2 separate regions of the Zea mays genome follow, and region 1 is linked to region 2. The links are chromatin contacts, called in public Hi-C maps. All regions are on one chromosome and are shown on one strand. The core of a region is the stretch at or near the end of the contact, and the rest is flanking DNA. Distances in the headings are between cores, read along the strand shown.

Region 1 (7,642 bases), core at 157-2,656, 130 kb before region 2:
AAACGTGCTGAAATGACTTGCAAACCATCACCACTAATCAACATGCACCCCACGGAGTTCCAGTTCTGCATTCAGCTCTGTATGTGCTGTTTCTTTACCCCCCCCCCCCCCCCCCCCCCCAAAAAAAAAACATCATGGCCAGCATTGGGCCCCCTCTAGTTCAGCTCCACATCTACTTTTTAAGCCGGAGCCTCACACCTTTCGCCGACTAACTTAGAACCCGTTTAGATCTTAATAGACTCCCCAATCTAACTTATGAAAACCAAGCTAGTATCAAACATTCATTAGCTTTACAAGCCAGCTTCCACAGTCTCGGAAATCGAATAAACCTACCTTGTACCACAGTTTATAGAAGTTCGGATGGGTCCTAATCCTAACACAGCCTTAGTGGCTTACACAAACATGAACCCCCTTCTTTTTAAATTATAAGACATTTTATTTATTTTAAAATAAAACATCTTAAATTTGATCAAAATTATAACGTTAAATAGATATACTATAAAATTATAATTAATTAAAATCTAATAGTATTTTTATATCGTAATTAATATAAATATAAATTTGGTTACGCTTAAAACGTTGTGATTCTCTATAAAATTGAATTGACTTGTAATTTAAAATGCAGTATACCACACGCCACACAGCGCTCCACGCCTCCACCCGTTCCAACAGTCGTCCGCATGTAGCAGTCACCACCGACCTATTCACCTTGCCTGACCTAGGTGCCCGCTGATCGCGGAACTTGTTGTCGTTAGGCTAATCATAATGGCTATTTTATAACACTCTTTCCAGCACTGCCACATCATCAAGAGTGTCATGAAACTCTCAATATAAAATTTAGTTTCACTATTTTATAGACTAAGATATCAATTAAATGCTGCAACTAAACAACCAATAGAAATCAGTAAAATATATGGAGATGAAACGACAAATCATTCGCAATGGAGGTTTCACACGATTTTCAAGACCTTGAAAACGTGTTGACATAGTTTTATCCTCGTAAAACTCATTTATCTTAAATATTATAATATGTTATCTAAAATAATGACGTGGCACACTATTAAATGTAGATGAAACCATTGTAAAACTATCATTGTGAATAGCCTTAACACACGGACACGGTGATAGAGAGTGATAGGATATTTTGGCAGCAGATGAAGCGGATCACAGGCTGGTGTAAACGTCACCGCTGCTCGCGTCCGCAGTGCCACTGCCCACTGCCACGCGCCCACGCTCCCGAAATAGAAAACAACTGTACAACTCAAGTTTAGTTTTATCCCTAAAGATATACTCTCACTCTAAAAAGGAATACGACTAAAGTTGATTAATATAAGTTGGCTGAGGGCCGGCCGAAGTTGGGTCCGCCCACCTAAAGGCAGAAGCACCCGCACCAAGCACGGCGTACGGGCCACCGATGGATCACACGTCTACGTCCACTGGGATCAAAGGCAGGCAGGAAAGCGCAGCATCTGTCAGTGTGAACGAATCAGCACGCGGAGCCAATTAAGACCGGGTGAATGAGTGCCTATGGGCTATGGCGCACAAATTCCCCGATTAGGAGCCCAAAAACTTGGTTTTACACGGAGAAACCCGCGGCGCACAAAATTTCGCCCTCTATTAGATTATCTTCAATAGACTCCTTATCTAACTCTCTATTTCAATCTCTAATCTACGAACAGTGCAATCTATAATTTAAAATAGTACTTTCTGTTGGATTTATGGGCTAGGCTCAATTGAGTAATTCAATTAAGTCCTAGAAAAATCTCAAAAGCCCATGTATAGGTATGACTAGGGAATAGTGGAATAACTAGGTGATTACCCGTGCGTTGCAACAGGGACATATAATAACATAATAACTTATATACAAAATGTGTCTTATATTGTTATAAGAAAATGTTTCATAATCCATTTGTAATCCTAGCCATACATAAATTTTGTTATTTTAATTTAGTTGTTTCACTACTACATTACAACCATCCACTACCGGAATCGCAGGCTTTGCCGAGTGCCCGAAGCACTCGGCAAAGCCTTAAAAACACTCGGCAAAGGCTTTGCCGAGTGTCGCACTCGACAAAGAAGGCTCGGCACACAGTGCATCGGCAAAACCTTCTTTGTCGAGTGCTTTTTCTCGGGCACTCGGCAAAGAGATTTGCCGAGTGCCAGAGAGCACTCGGCAAAGAAAAGCAGCCGTTACGGCGCCGGGTGACGGAGACTGCGGCTTTGCCGAGTGTCTCTGGTGACACTCGACAAAAGAGTTATCTTTGCCGAGTGTCTGCCCGGCAACACTCGGCAAATGATCCATCTTTGTCGAGTGCCACCTAGGACACTCGGTAAAGAACCCGTCAGGGAGGGTCCCCATGTCAGGTTCTTTGCCGAGTGTCAGAGACATTACACTCGGCAAAGAACCTATACCGGTGCCCAGGTCTTGGTTCTTTGCCGAGTGTTACACTCGGCAAAGTGACCAGTATGCACCTTTTTATTTGTTTTTTGTATTCCATCCACACAAACAAAAAATATTACATATATACATCACAGATATCATCATAAACATAAATAGCCAACACAAACATAAATATTCATCACAAACATAAGTGTTCAACACAAGTATCAAACACAAACATAAGTCTCATACGTCTCAAGCTCTGACATAAGTATCAAACACAAACATAAGTATTATACACAAGTTCTGAAGTCTAAACACTGAAAACACAACATCTCATGGAGGTGGGCGGTTTGACTGGTGCTGCATTGGGCTAAACCCTTCTGGAGGGTTGTTGGATGCCGCCCCAGATTGGCCCTGCACAGAGAAGAGATTGCATGTGTTATACCAGATGCATTACCAACATCTAACTACAATTTTGATACTCACAGGAGTATGGAAGAGAGCAGGGTCAACTGGAGGGAACAATGGAGGTGGTGGAGCGATGCCCTGTGCGGCGCCAAGGCTTTGCATGTACTGGAACATCTCTACCATCCTCTGATCAGCCTCCCGCTCCGCCTCCCGCTCCGCCATAATCCTCGCCTCCATCTCGTGACGTTCCCTCCTCTCTTCTTCTAGTTGAGTCTGTAATATTACAAGCCAACGTTATAGTAACTCAAAGAGAAGGTATATAACTCAAGGAAGGACGAGTTACAGAAGCACTAACCTTGAGTTGCTGTATGCGAAGCTGTGAGCTGTCGTGCCGAGGTCGTATGGCTGGACTCGAGCCCGTGCTCCTTGCTCTCACCTGAGACAGAGTGGGAGTGGAGGACGAGTCGATTGTCGAGTCGGCAATCCAGTAGCGCCCATGTCTCTTGCCTCCTCCGACCCTCATGAGCACATCGGGGTCGATCGGCTCGGTGCTTGGATCATAGTCTGGGCCATGGACCTCCTGCGCCATGGCGGTGTAGTCATGAAGGCGGTTGTAGACGGCGTGGTTGGTGTAGGCCTCGGGCCTGTCCTCCGGGTTGTAGGTGACGTCTGACGTCGCTTTGCCCTTATGGGCCATAGCATAGGCCGAGAAGGTGGAGCAAGGTCGGCCACCATGTGACGCCGACTGCAAGAAAACCAACGAGATAGTTAGAAACAATATCTAATCCAATGCTATATACCTAAATAAAAAAGAGTGCGTACCCATGCTTCGGCATAATTCCCTAGGCTCGGGCTGCCTTGGTGGTGGGAGGGACCTTGCATCATCATACGCCGTTCCCGGCTAGCGGTGTGTGCCTCCTCCCACTCAACCGAACACCACATATCCACCATCTGCTCCCAGCACAGAGGATGTGCGGCGCACCAATGTGGAATCACCTACAAAGTAAACACGTAAAGTGCATATCAGAAGATAAAATAAAATTCATGCATGGAGTGCTGGAACCAAAATGCATGACTTTACCTGCAGGTACTGGTCCCTGGTCAACGACATGGTTCGGGCTTGCTGCTTGTTCACCCTCTCCCCAAGGACGGAGCCATGGTAGGTGATGATGGCCTGGATTCGGGCCTCATAGTGCATGTCCACGACGAGCTTCTTACAGCTCGTGGTGGCCACCACATCCGCCCTAGCCTCGTATCCAGCATCGCATCTAAAGAAATCCTGCATACAAAAACGATGTATCCATACATTATTTCAAGAATTTGTAACGAATGCGACATATTTTACATTATACTAAGACTTACCCACAGCTCTTGCTTCACCCGCTCTGCCTTGTTTGCGAATTCCCGGCCGTCCCGGTCTACTGCATCGGGGGCGACGGCGTAGTGGTCGAAGGTAAAAGTTGGGCCCGTCACTCCGGCGTACTCCACCAATCCAAGGAAGTGTTCCCTGCACAGCAGGCCGAGGATGCCATTGGGAGGGCGACGATGACCCCCAGCATAATCCAGAACCGTCCAAGACCTGTCCAAGTGATAAATAAAAATTATTAGTTTATATTATGATTTTGAACACGTAATAGAATGAAGAACATATTATGATTTTGAACACATAATAGAATGAAGAACATAAAGTTACATACCTCTCCCCATCCGGCCGAATCAGCGGTCGCCTCTCCCGAAGTATGGGACGCGGAAGGAGACTCGCGGGGCCTCGCAGGTAGATGCTCCTCGAACTTGAGCCGCCAGAACCTGAGGCGTCATGCTGCTGGTCGTCGTCGTCCTGCTGCTGGTCGTCGTCGACCTGAGGCTCCGCCTGCTGCTGGACAAGGTCATCCTGCTGCGCTGTAGCATCCCAAAAATCCTAACCCAGGTTTGAAACCCTAATCTACCCTTTTCCCCTCCCTGCATCCTCAAATTCCAAGACCTCCACTAAATTTTCTTCATCTTATGCATACATTTTGTTTGATCACAAAGCACCTCACTTAGATTCTATTTTTTTAAACACTTAGAATATCCACAAAATAATTTGTTCAAAAGAAAAGGGGCAAAATGGGAAATAGTAAATTGAGATGAAAAAGAAAAAGAGAAAAGCTTTCTCCTCTCCCTGCTGGACCGGCTTCCGGCCCAAACCCGCGACCCCTCCCTTCCCACGCGCCCGCGCTCCTCCGCTTTCGGCCCATCTTCGGCCTGCCTCCGCGCGCGCGCGCCAGCCTGCTCCACGCCCCGCATCTCTCGCTGGCAAGGCGTCCCCACCCGTCAGCCGCCCTCTTTCTCGCGCGCTCGCTCCCTCTGGCAGAATGGCCCCGCTGGTCAGTTGCTTCGTCGTCCTTCCGCCGTCTCTTCACCGAAGTCACCTCCGGCCGTCGCCTCCGTCCTCCCCTCTGCCACCTCGCCGCACAGGGAAGTTTGGCACCGCTCCGTCCTCCCCCCCTTGACCAGCGTCCTCGCCGGTACCGCCCCACCGTAGCGTCCCCTCGGCGGCGTTGTGCGGCATTAATGGCGGCACTGTGAAGCTCGTCGGAGCCAAGCTGCTCCACCGCCCCCCTTCCCTCGCGCGCCTATAAAAGGCTCGCCCCGAGCCCCTCCTTCCTCGCACCAGCCTCGGCCATCCCTCTCCTCCCCTCCCCCGAGCACAATTCGCGAAGCGCTGACGTCGTTCTCCTCTCCGGTGAGTCCCTTCCTCCTCCTCCCTCTCCTTCTCCGATGGTCCGGCAAGAAATTAAGTGGGGCGAGCAGCTCCCTCACGTAGCCACGAAGCCGAAGCACCACCTTCCAACCCCCGTCCCCGACCCAGAGCCCACCGGCGGCGATCCCCGCCGCGGAACTCCGCCCCCTCCCCGTGGGCAGCCCCCTCCCAACCCTCTCCGACCAAATTGAGCCTACCGTTGGAATCGCCAGCCTCCACCCGTGCCAAACCACCCTCCCTTGGTCGAAGAACCGGGCCACCGGCGGCAAGCCGCCGTCAAGCTGGTTCGCCCCGCCGTCTGGTCGCGACGCCGTTTCCTCCCCCCCCTCTCGCTGGCAAGTGGGCCCATAGAAGCGTCGTCGCCCTCGCAGCCGCGCCGTCTCCCCCTCGCTCTTGGGCCGCCCCTGGGCCGAAAGCACTTCCGCGCGCGCGCTCGCGCCCGGGGTGGGCCAAAAGCCGTGCCCCCAGCCCAGGAAGGAGGATTTCTCTTTTCTTTTTCTTTTCCACCCCCCCTTTTCCCATTTAAAATAGTGTTCTCAATATTTTATGCACCAAAAAAATTATCAAAAAGGATTTCCAAGGTTACATACAATAATGTTGTTAGAAAATGACACACTATGATTGATAAATCACTGTTGATGTATTGTTTTACTGCCTGTTTCCTAGAAGAAGCGGGGACCGCCGATCCGGATCCCGCAGCTCCGGAAGAAGGGTCGGAGCCTGAACTTTCGGAAGTAGATCTTCTGTGCCAAGAGAGCTTCAACGAAGGCAAGTCCATCCTTCCCTTGATGCATAAATTACCCATTCTCTCTACCACTGCCTAGACCGGGAACTATGGGGGAATATTGCATTGTGAGTGAGAGATGGCCCGCATTAACATATTCATTCTGGATACGAAATGTGGTTTGGGAAGAAAGGAAATGTGTTTTCTTCAAATAAAGTCTCCTCCTGAAAAGTTTTGCGATGAAGGGTACTCACCCTCATCACCCTGGAGTGGGATGATCAGGGACTCCCTGGTTTAGGGGAGGGCCTAAGGTGTTGGCTCAGCTGGTTTAGGTGTGAGCAGAAGGATTGTCCCCTCATATAAGGAGCGGCTTGTCATTTTCACTACCTGTACTCCTTTATCGTACAACCACTCGAGACTGTGTGGGCAGTCACTCAATCCAAACTCGTGCGGTCCAACCCCAGGGTTAAGAAGGCTGGGGAGCACCGGGAGGATAAGGAGGGGGAAAGTTTTGTCCGGTTTGGACATGGTGGTGGCCTGACTCCTTCCGGATAACCGTTAAGGTTAGGACGTACGAGTAAGGAAAGAGATCCGGCATTCGGGTCTCGCGATGGTGAGATCGCAGAAACTGGGCTAGTGGGTAAAGTGTACCCCTCTGCGCAGAGTTGAAACCTATTCGAATAGTCCGTGTCCACTGGTATGGATGAGTCCGGTATGGTATGGCAATTAGAACTTTCTCTATGAATTTCAAGAAAAAGGGAATGTGTGAATAAGTAGGTGTTAGGAAAGAACTAAGGCCACGGGAGCGGGAAGCTCAGTGGCGGTTGAGTTTTTGGTTATTATAAGACTATGGGAAAAACCTTCAAGTATCTGCCTTCCTCTAAGAAAAATGTTGAGTGACCACAACTCCACCAAATTGAGCATGTATATCATAGGTCTCTTTCTCTCTACGGGAGCGGGGTGGGCTTGCGGAATACCTAGTGTATTCACCCAGATTTATTTATGTTTTTCAGCAGCCGAGGACTTCTTTTCTGCTATGCTTGATTAAGAGGGCTGTGTCTGCACCCAGTTCTGCCTGTGGCTTGGGCTAGTGTTTTTTTCCTACTGCGTTTCTTAATTTGGCTCTCTCGAGCTTGTACCCCGGTATTGTAATAATTTTAGCTAAACTCTGTACTATTTGAATTAAGGAATGTGTTTACTAGCCTCCTGGGACTAGTAATTGTTTCACATTTGAGTCCCAAAGGACCGGGACGCTTCAGGTGGTATCAGAGCCCATAGGACTGGCCGTAGGACGCAACCCTGACCTTAAAAACTTGCCCTAAAAAGAAAATACCTCTTACCCCAAGAAAAATTTTCTCTTCTCCTCCCCAATTTTAACAAGGCC
Region 2 (7,152 bases), core at 4,179-6,678:
GTCTAGCATCCAAGTTATCAAGACCATTCAGAACAACATTAAATTGCTTGAAGAAATCAACATTGAAATGAGAATCCTTCACGTTTGCATGGTATGGGTTTATATTGATATTTGGCCTAAATTTCAATACAGCATCCCGAGCAACCTGGCAACACCAGCGGTGTAAAACAGAGTAAGAAAAAAGAAACAACGATTGGGTGATTACAAGAAAAACTGGTACATGGATAATTATTCTAGTCATATGTGAAACTCACTTTAGCTTTTGACTGACCAACATGACTCTGCCGAAACAAAAACTGTCTATTCAGATTGCTAACTTCAATTGTATCCAAGTCAATCTGCAGAGAAAAATGTTGGGTTACTTGGGTGCACCGTCTGAAAGGAAACAGACAGATTTTTTTATTATTACCATCAGCAACAAGGGAGTATAATCTAAAAGCATGCTTAACAACTGTCAAAATATAAGGATAAAAATACATGATAGGAGTCAAATCATAGGCATCAAAGTAATAAAGAAAATTTACAGATGCAGCACATTTTTTTATCTCCCTGTGATATGCCATCTGCAGTAAAATGAATGGTTATTTTCCTGTGCACAACATATAATATAATGCGGAGCAAATAAAAAAACACACAAAGTGCTAAAAGGTTCCACACCAGGTGGGGGTCTGGGAAGAGAGTTTTTAGGCAGCTTTGGATTTTCTTATTTTGCAAGGGGGTTGTTTCAAACCCATGACTTCCATCCCATGGCACTTTCTTTGGGGGTGGGGGAGGGCACAAATAATAGATGACCCAAAAATATGTTTGCGGCCTGTGCTATGCATGCTAAAGGCAGCTAGCTAGAGGTTTTGTATCTTGAGAAATAATTTTGGTTTATGAGGCAAACCCGAAACTAGTCTAACAGGACATAACAACAATAAAAGGAATCAGATCATTGATATCTCAAGCACATTGATTTATGTACTTTGGTTAAACAAGGAATGGGATGTGTCTGTTTATAAACTGGTTATAAACTACACTGAAGAACCTAAGTAATTAAGGTAAAAAACGAAAAAATCAGACCAACATAAAAATAAACACCAGGACAAGAATGAGCCTGAATAGAGCAAGGCGCTAAACACAATTGTAGCGAAGAGTGTCCCAAGATGCAATACAGAAGCCAAAAGCACAGTTACAAGCAAGAGCACTGAAGTCCTCAGCACTAGAGTAAGTGTGCCATCAGCGCAGCTGATTGCCAACTCTTGGTTTGAACAGTACAGGTCCACCTCTTAGCCCTAGGTCAACGCAATCCCCATCACAGATCCCAGCCTAGAACATACCAGCAAACCGCCATCAACAGGACCTGCGAGACCCCTATCTCTACCCCTTAAACCCACCAGTTTAAACTAAACTACGTACACCCAACAAGCCATCCCACACACTCATGCCCCTGCTAAATCCACCAAACGTTTTAACCCCAAACAAATCCCTCTATCAAAAACCAATGCTCCAGATCATTTCATTTGTCTCCTGTCTCTTAATCACATCCGACGGTCATTCTTTAATGGATCATCCAACGCTACTCATCAATCATCATCATCATCTGTCGATACTGGACGATAATCTGTCCTGCGGCCGCCCTTCGCCCAAACACACACGCGCCTACAGCCACCAACCGCCCCAGCCTCTACCACGAACACCACGGGAACGCCGACGACGCCGCTGCAGGCAACCGCGGGAACACCGCCTCCGACCGTACGACACGTGACAGTCCCGCCGTGCCGCCGCTGACAAAGCAGCCACCGTCACCGACGCCAACAAGGTCATACGCCACACGTCGATCTCCGCTTCTCATCTCGTGCGTCCTCACGAAACCCTAACTCGCACATCCAACCTCCATCCATCCCCCGGACCTGCCCATGTCGACGACGCCCCAAACCCTAGACCCCCTGCAGAAATCTCCGGAGCTAGGGTCCGCGCGTCCATCCATGGGCCATCTCTGGCTCCCGTGCGCCAACTCTCGCTCCATCTCTCCGCGGTGGCAGTGGCGGCAATGCGCCAGCTCTCGTCGGTGGCGGTAGCAGCTCCCCTCACGCCTCTCGCCAGTAGCATCATGGCTTGCGCTTGCTTGGCCCTGGCGGCTGCACCACACGCCGGTAGGAAGCTGGATCCAATAGCCGTATCCACCAAGCCAGTTGCCGAAAAGCGCACTCCTCGACGATAATGCTAGGGCCGACGGAGATGGAGACTGGCTTGGAGGCTTGCCGCGGTCAAGGGTCGACGTCATGCTCCTATTGAATCTGGAGGCCCGGTCATCCTCGCGCTCAAGCCTCAAGGTAATTTTCAAGCGGTTGTTTTCATTGGCATTTGAGTTCGATTATTATTATCGTAACCACCAGCCTCCAGTTTTCTCTTATCAAGACAGAAATCCGTGGTTTTTTTGGTATTATGTTTTGTGACTCTGGATCTGAATTCAATGTTCTTGATGTCAACGATGAAGATGCACGTACTGGCCTGAATTCAGTGAATGAATGATAGCAGTAATTCTTTGGTCTACCAAATGACACCACATTGGTTTTATCAAAAATTTTATGCTGATTCAGTCAAAGAGTGCTTGGAGCCTCAAACTTAATACATATCAGCTTGAGAAATGAAGACATTGATACATATCCTCCCAACAAGCACAAAAATGAGAGGTATGTGCTGGCAGGTTTAGGGACGATTAGGATAAACAGGATCAGAACAGACCAAGGCAGTCCTGCCGCTTTGGGAGTGCTTATGCCCTAAAGCGAAGCGTTACCCATCCTTTCAGCGCTTCAGTGCACTAAAGCGCGCGCTCAGTGCCCTGTTTATTATTTTGTTTTCTACTGCTATCTGCAGTTTACATACAAAGTGTTCCTTAGATGCATGTAATTATGAGTTAATTGTTCTAAACCTTCTCCTGTGAAATAATTTCTCACCATTCTGATCACGCTGTCCGTGGTCAGTTTTTTTCCGGACATATCATTTTCACGATGTTTTTTTACTGTTAAGTGTTAACATTAAGGCTCTAAAAAAATAATTGATAGAATGTTGGCTTGAACAAAGTTGCTCTGATGTTTTCTTTAAGTTCAAAATAAAACATAAAAAATCCCATTATTTTGTTTGTGGTTATATCTTCTTCATTTTATCTGTTCATGTAAATTCACCATGACTGGTGACAACACCAGATTGTTGACGAGTTTGAGGGGGTCATCGAACAGCAAAAGGATTTCAACAGGTAGGTGTTTGGTTCAGTGTTACTCACAGGTTTCACCTGACAATCTGACATAGTAACATGGAAACTGTGATCACTGGTCAATCATTTTATATGATATATACATTTACACTAACATGCAAGATATATTGAACCTTTCTGTAGTTTTCTGCAGACAATCACGAGTTCTGATCTCTACTGTTTCTTTCTCTGACCTTGATGAGAAGGGTGATATGGATTATGGAATATGATGATAACTGTCCAGATTCAAAAAGAGAGTTACAACCCCAAAGTGTAGATACCAATAAGGACTGGGAGTTTCGTGGCGTGCACAGGGTATGGACATAGAAACTGGACATCATATATCTTTTATATGAAATTCTGCATGTTGTTTTGTTTTTGAGGAGCACTATTTTACAATTTTAATCTGTTTTCCTTTTGCTAGGTGGCGAAGTTGGACAAGTGCCTACGCAAAAAAATCAAGGAATGGGCATGCAGTAACTGTTTTTACTGTTGGTATGAGTGGCATGTTTGACGAGAGGGTAATTGGGCCTAAGGATTTGCCAAAGCCAGCTCAGTGGCACCACATAGCTGTCCATAATGACCACCTAGGTGCTTATGCTGTTCAGAAGCTGGTGAAGGAGTATGTGGTTTAAATAAATAAAATCTTCATTTTACCTTGAATACAACTATATCAATCTTTTTCGCTACGGATGCTGTTATATTTTTTCTTTCACCTTATGTCAGTTCTGCTGTCTATGTTGAGGGCGATATTGAAACCAGGGTCTACAATAACAGCGTTAATGATCATTTTGCAGATTCTATGGAATCAGGCCAGAAATAGTAACAAGTCACGGCATTTTTCCCGCGCTTCGTGGACGCACCCCCCCCCCCCTCGCGCTATAAAAGGGAGGGCACACACGGTAGGGGAGGACGGAGGAAAAACGAACTCAAGGCTTCTCAGAGGGTCTTAACAAACGGACAGACGAACACAGACTGACTGAGAGACTCTCAAGCAATACAACTCACAGTGGATGTAGAGTATTACGCTCCGACGGCCCGAACCACTCTAACCCTTGTGTTCTCAAGTTCATCCAACTAGCCAGACAAATCCCTAAGCCCCCTCCTCGTCTTAGGATCAGGGCGAGTGTGTTACGCCACCTGGCCGGAGATGTTTTCTCTCCGACAGCTACCTTTATACCTTTTTATGCCTTGATATATGAAAGGCAAGCATCAATCGAATAATGTGAGTGTGATATCTGATCTTGCTTTCATGGTTGATTTCATACATTTAAGTGTCTGTGGTGAATCTATATTGAGTAGTGTCCTACTCAATATATTGAATAATAAACAATGAGATGTCTTGTGTTTGACGAACGATGTATGTCCGGTGAAGTATTTATTAGTCCTTTATTTTTAGGCGCAATTATATTTGAGAAATTGGTGAGAAATACTTGACACATTTGTGGATGGTTCCCAATATTGGTGTCGAGCATTCCGATCATGGATTAATGCCGTGGCAGCTTTTGATCCGATCCTCCTAGGTACGAACATCATTTCTAGGACATGATTAATAAAAAATGAACGAGATGCATACAATATATATGAAGCACTGGTTGGAGCAAAACGAGGCAGTAAACCTAAACACAGCGTTGATGTCAAAACGAAACGGAGACTCACGATGTGTATGTCGCTGAATCCGGAGAGCGCGAGCGTCTTGAGCAGCTCGCAGCCGATGCCTCCCGCCCCGACCATCAGCACCTTCGATGCCTGCATGCCCGCGCACCCAGACGCACGCGCACACACCAGGGAAAAACGTTAACGAATCATCCCTGCGCGCAGGCGCAACCGAAATCCGACAGTGCACGACGGGGCCCGTCACTCACCTTGACGGCCTCCTCCGAGGACGCGGCGGCGGACATCGGGGGGGGGGGGGGGGGGGGGGGCGCAGTAGGGGCACGGCGAGGGTTTTGAGTGAGGTGGGGTTTGGGGGTGCGGATGGGAAGTTGGGGCGAGAGGGAGAGCGGTTTGGGCAATTTCGTGCCAGGGAGACGCGGAGGGAACGGCGGGCTGCCAAAGGGATGCTGTCCGGGTGGCTGCTGCGGACTGCGGTGCTGCCTGCCTGGGGCGGTGGGGCCTGGGCAGCCCAGCCTGCCCGCTGCCCGCTGGTCAGCCGTCGTGCCAGGCTCGATGCGGCATTTAAGGCACGTTTGGTTCCACCTAGATTTTTAAGGATGTGTTTGGTTGCGGGTCAGGACGAGATGGAACAGGACCATCCCACACACTAGAGTGTTTGGTTGTGAGTCAAGGCTGAGACGGGACCATCCCCACAAAAATACTATCACTAGAATATTGTCCCTATTCATCCCTCTGAATCGGACGGACAATTGCGTCCTCCCTGGGACAAAGCCCCTCACGAGCCCTTCTCATCCTCAGATCCGGCTCCTTCACCCCGCTGGCCGGCGAGCGGCGAACTCCAAGTGCAGAGTGGGACAAGGCCCCTCACGAGCGGTGAGTCCCCTTTCCCCTCTACTCTCCTCTTCCCCTCTGATCTCCTCTTCCTCCTCCATCCCTGGGCGTGGTGGCGACGTACCAGGCACCCGAGTTATGCTCGTACTGCGGCGGTGTGGTGGTAGCAGCCGACGTGGAGAGCACGCCGCAGCTCTGCTTCTTCTTGCTCTGCTTCGCATCCGACGCTGCTGCTTCTGCTCCCTCTGCTCACGTCGCCTTGTGTCCCTCGCCTGGACGGTCGCCCGAACAGGAAAGCAGGCACCTGGAGGTCACGCTGCACCTGAAGTTCCAGATCCCGGGTGCCATGTCCATCCACGCTGCACCTAGAGTTCTAGATCTTGTAGTACTGTAGTCTAATTGATTTTTGGTGCTAGTCTGATTGATTTTTGGTGGACTGATATCACGAGTAGTACTTAGTTTGTAGGTAGTAGGATTGATTCGCCACAACATCAGTAGTACTGTAGTCTGTAGTGGATTGATTTGCCATGTTATAGGTTCAGAGAATAATATCCGATCTTCACATGGAAAAATAAGCTCAATTAAGAAGAGCGATATTCCATATCTAAGAAATGAAATCGTAGATTCATGCGTACTATAATGTCTATTAAACTAAAAATAGGAAAAAGATAAAAATGTATAACAAAAGTATGAAATATATAGGAGTAGATAAATTAACTTATAAAAACTTATATTTTGATTAATGTAATGTTCAGCAGGGAAAAAATATGTTGAATGTGTTTTAGGTACAAGTCCGATGCATACATGCAGTTAACACTTATATTTTGTTATTATGGACAGTTTGCATGAACACTTGATTGTACACCTATATATCAATTCTACATGATTGCTGTTTGCTTGAGATTATTTCCCCAAATATTGATATGATTCCAGATTCATCATGACATGCCATATATTTTTTTTTGGATTTGATGCTTACATGTAGATGGATAAGAAGACCAAGATTATAGTTTGTGTTGCTGCTGCACATATATTACTGTCAATGATGGCTATGATTATTCATTCTAGAAAAAGAAAACGAAATGCAAGGAGGACTGGGATTACCTATGCACCAATGCATGAAAGGGATAGAACTAGAATTGAATATCTCAACACAAAGATTTGGAGGGATGACACAACATGTATAAACATGATTAGAATGAAAAGGGCTTGTTTCTTTCACCTAACTAAACATTTTAGAGAGCGTGGTTTACTTCAGGACACTATTCATATGTGTGTTGAACAACAAGTGGCCATGTTTCTAAATACAGTTGGGCATAACCTTAGAAATAGGTTGATTGGCACGAATTTTGGTAGATCTAGGGAAACAGTTAGTCGATGTTTCAATAAAGTTCTTCGTGCAATTGGTGAGCTACGTGGGGAACTAATTAGGCCACCTTCATTGGACACTCCAACCAAAATAGCAGGGA

What was found. Hi-C and Micro-C count contacts between places; a contact is called where the count stands out from the background.
Region 1: a Hi-C map of leaf shows a contact between it and region 2, with 4 times the contacts expected there. The contact joins the enhancer-like site here to the promoter of LOC103647788 in region 2. A contact is called at or near these places in 10 of 25 Hi-C or Micro-C datasets (bundle sheath, ear, endosperm and 4 more) and 1 of 3 datasets of contacts at active chromatin or transcription factors (seedling).

The regions. Positions count from the first base shown.
Region 1 is chr2:215,147,730-215,155,371 of Zm-B73-REFERENCE-NAM-5.0, reverse strand. No RefSeq gene overlaps it. Among protein-coding and RNA genes, the nearest start is that of LOC100274963, 7.5 kb to the left of the region's middle. Within about 2 kb of position 1,406, at least 15 of the 20 cell types and tissues checked have an H3K27ac peak or open chromatin away from gene starts, as enhancers often do. A contact at or near this core is called in bundle sheath, ear, endosperm and 3 more, where this site is marked.
Region 2 is chr2:215,027,101-215,034,252 of Zm-B73-REFERENCE-NAM-5.0, reverse strand. LOC103647788 (SUMO-activating enzyme subunit 2) reads right to left here and starts at 5,428. Exons shown (of 11, transcript XM_020548590.3): 1 at 5,101-5,428; 2 at 4,895-4,984; 3 at 255-338; 4 at 1-145. The coding sequence starts at 5,136. It overlaps LOC109944607 (a long non-coding RNA gene), which reads left to right and starts at 7,090. Exons shown (of 2, transcript XR_002267718.2): 1 at 7,090-7,152.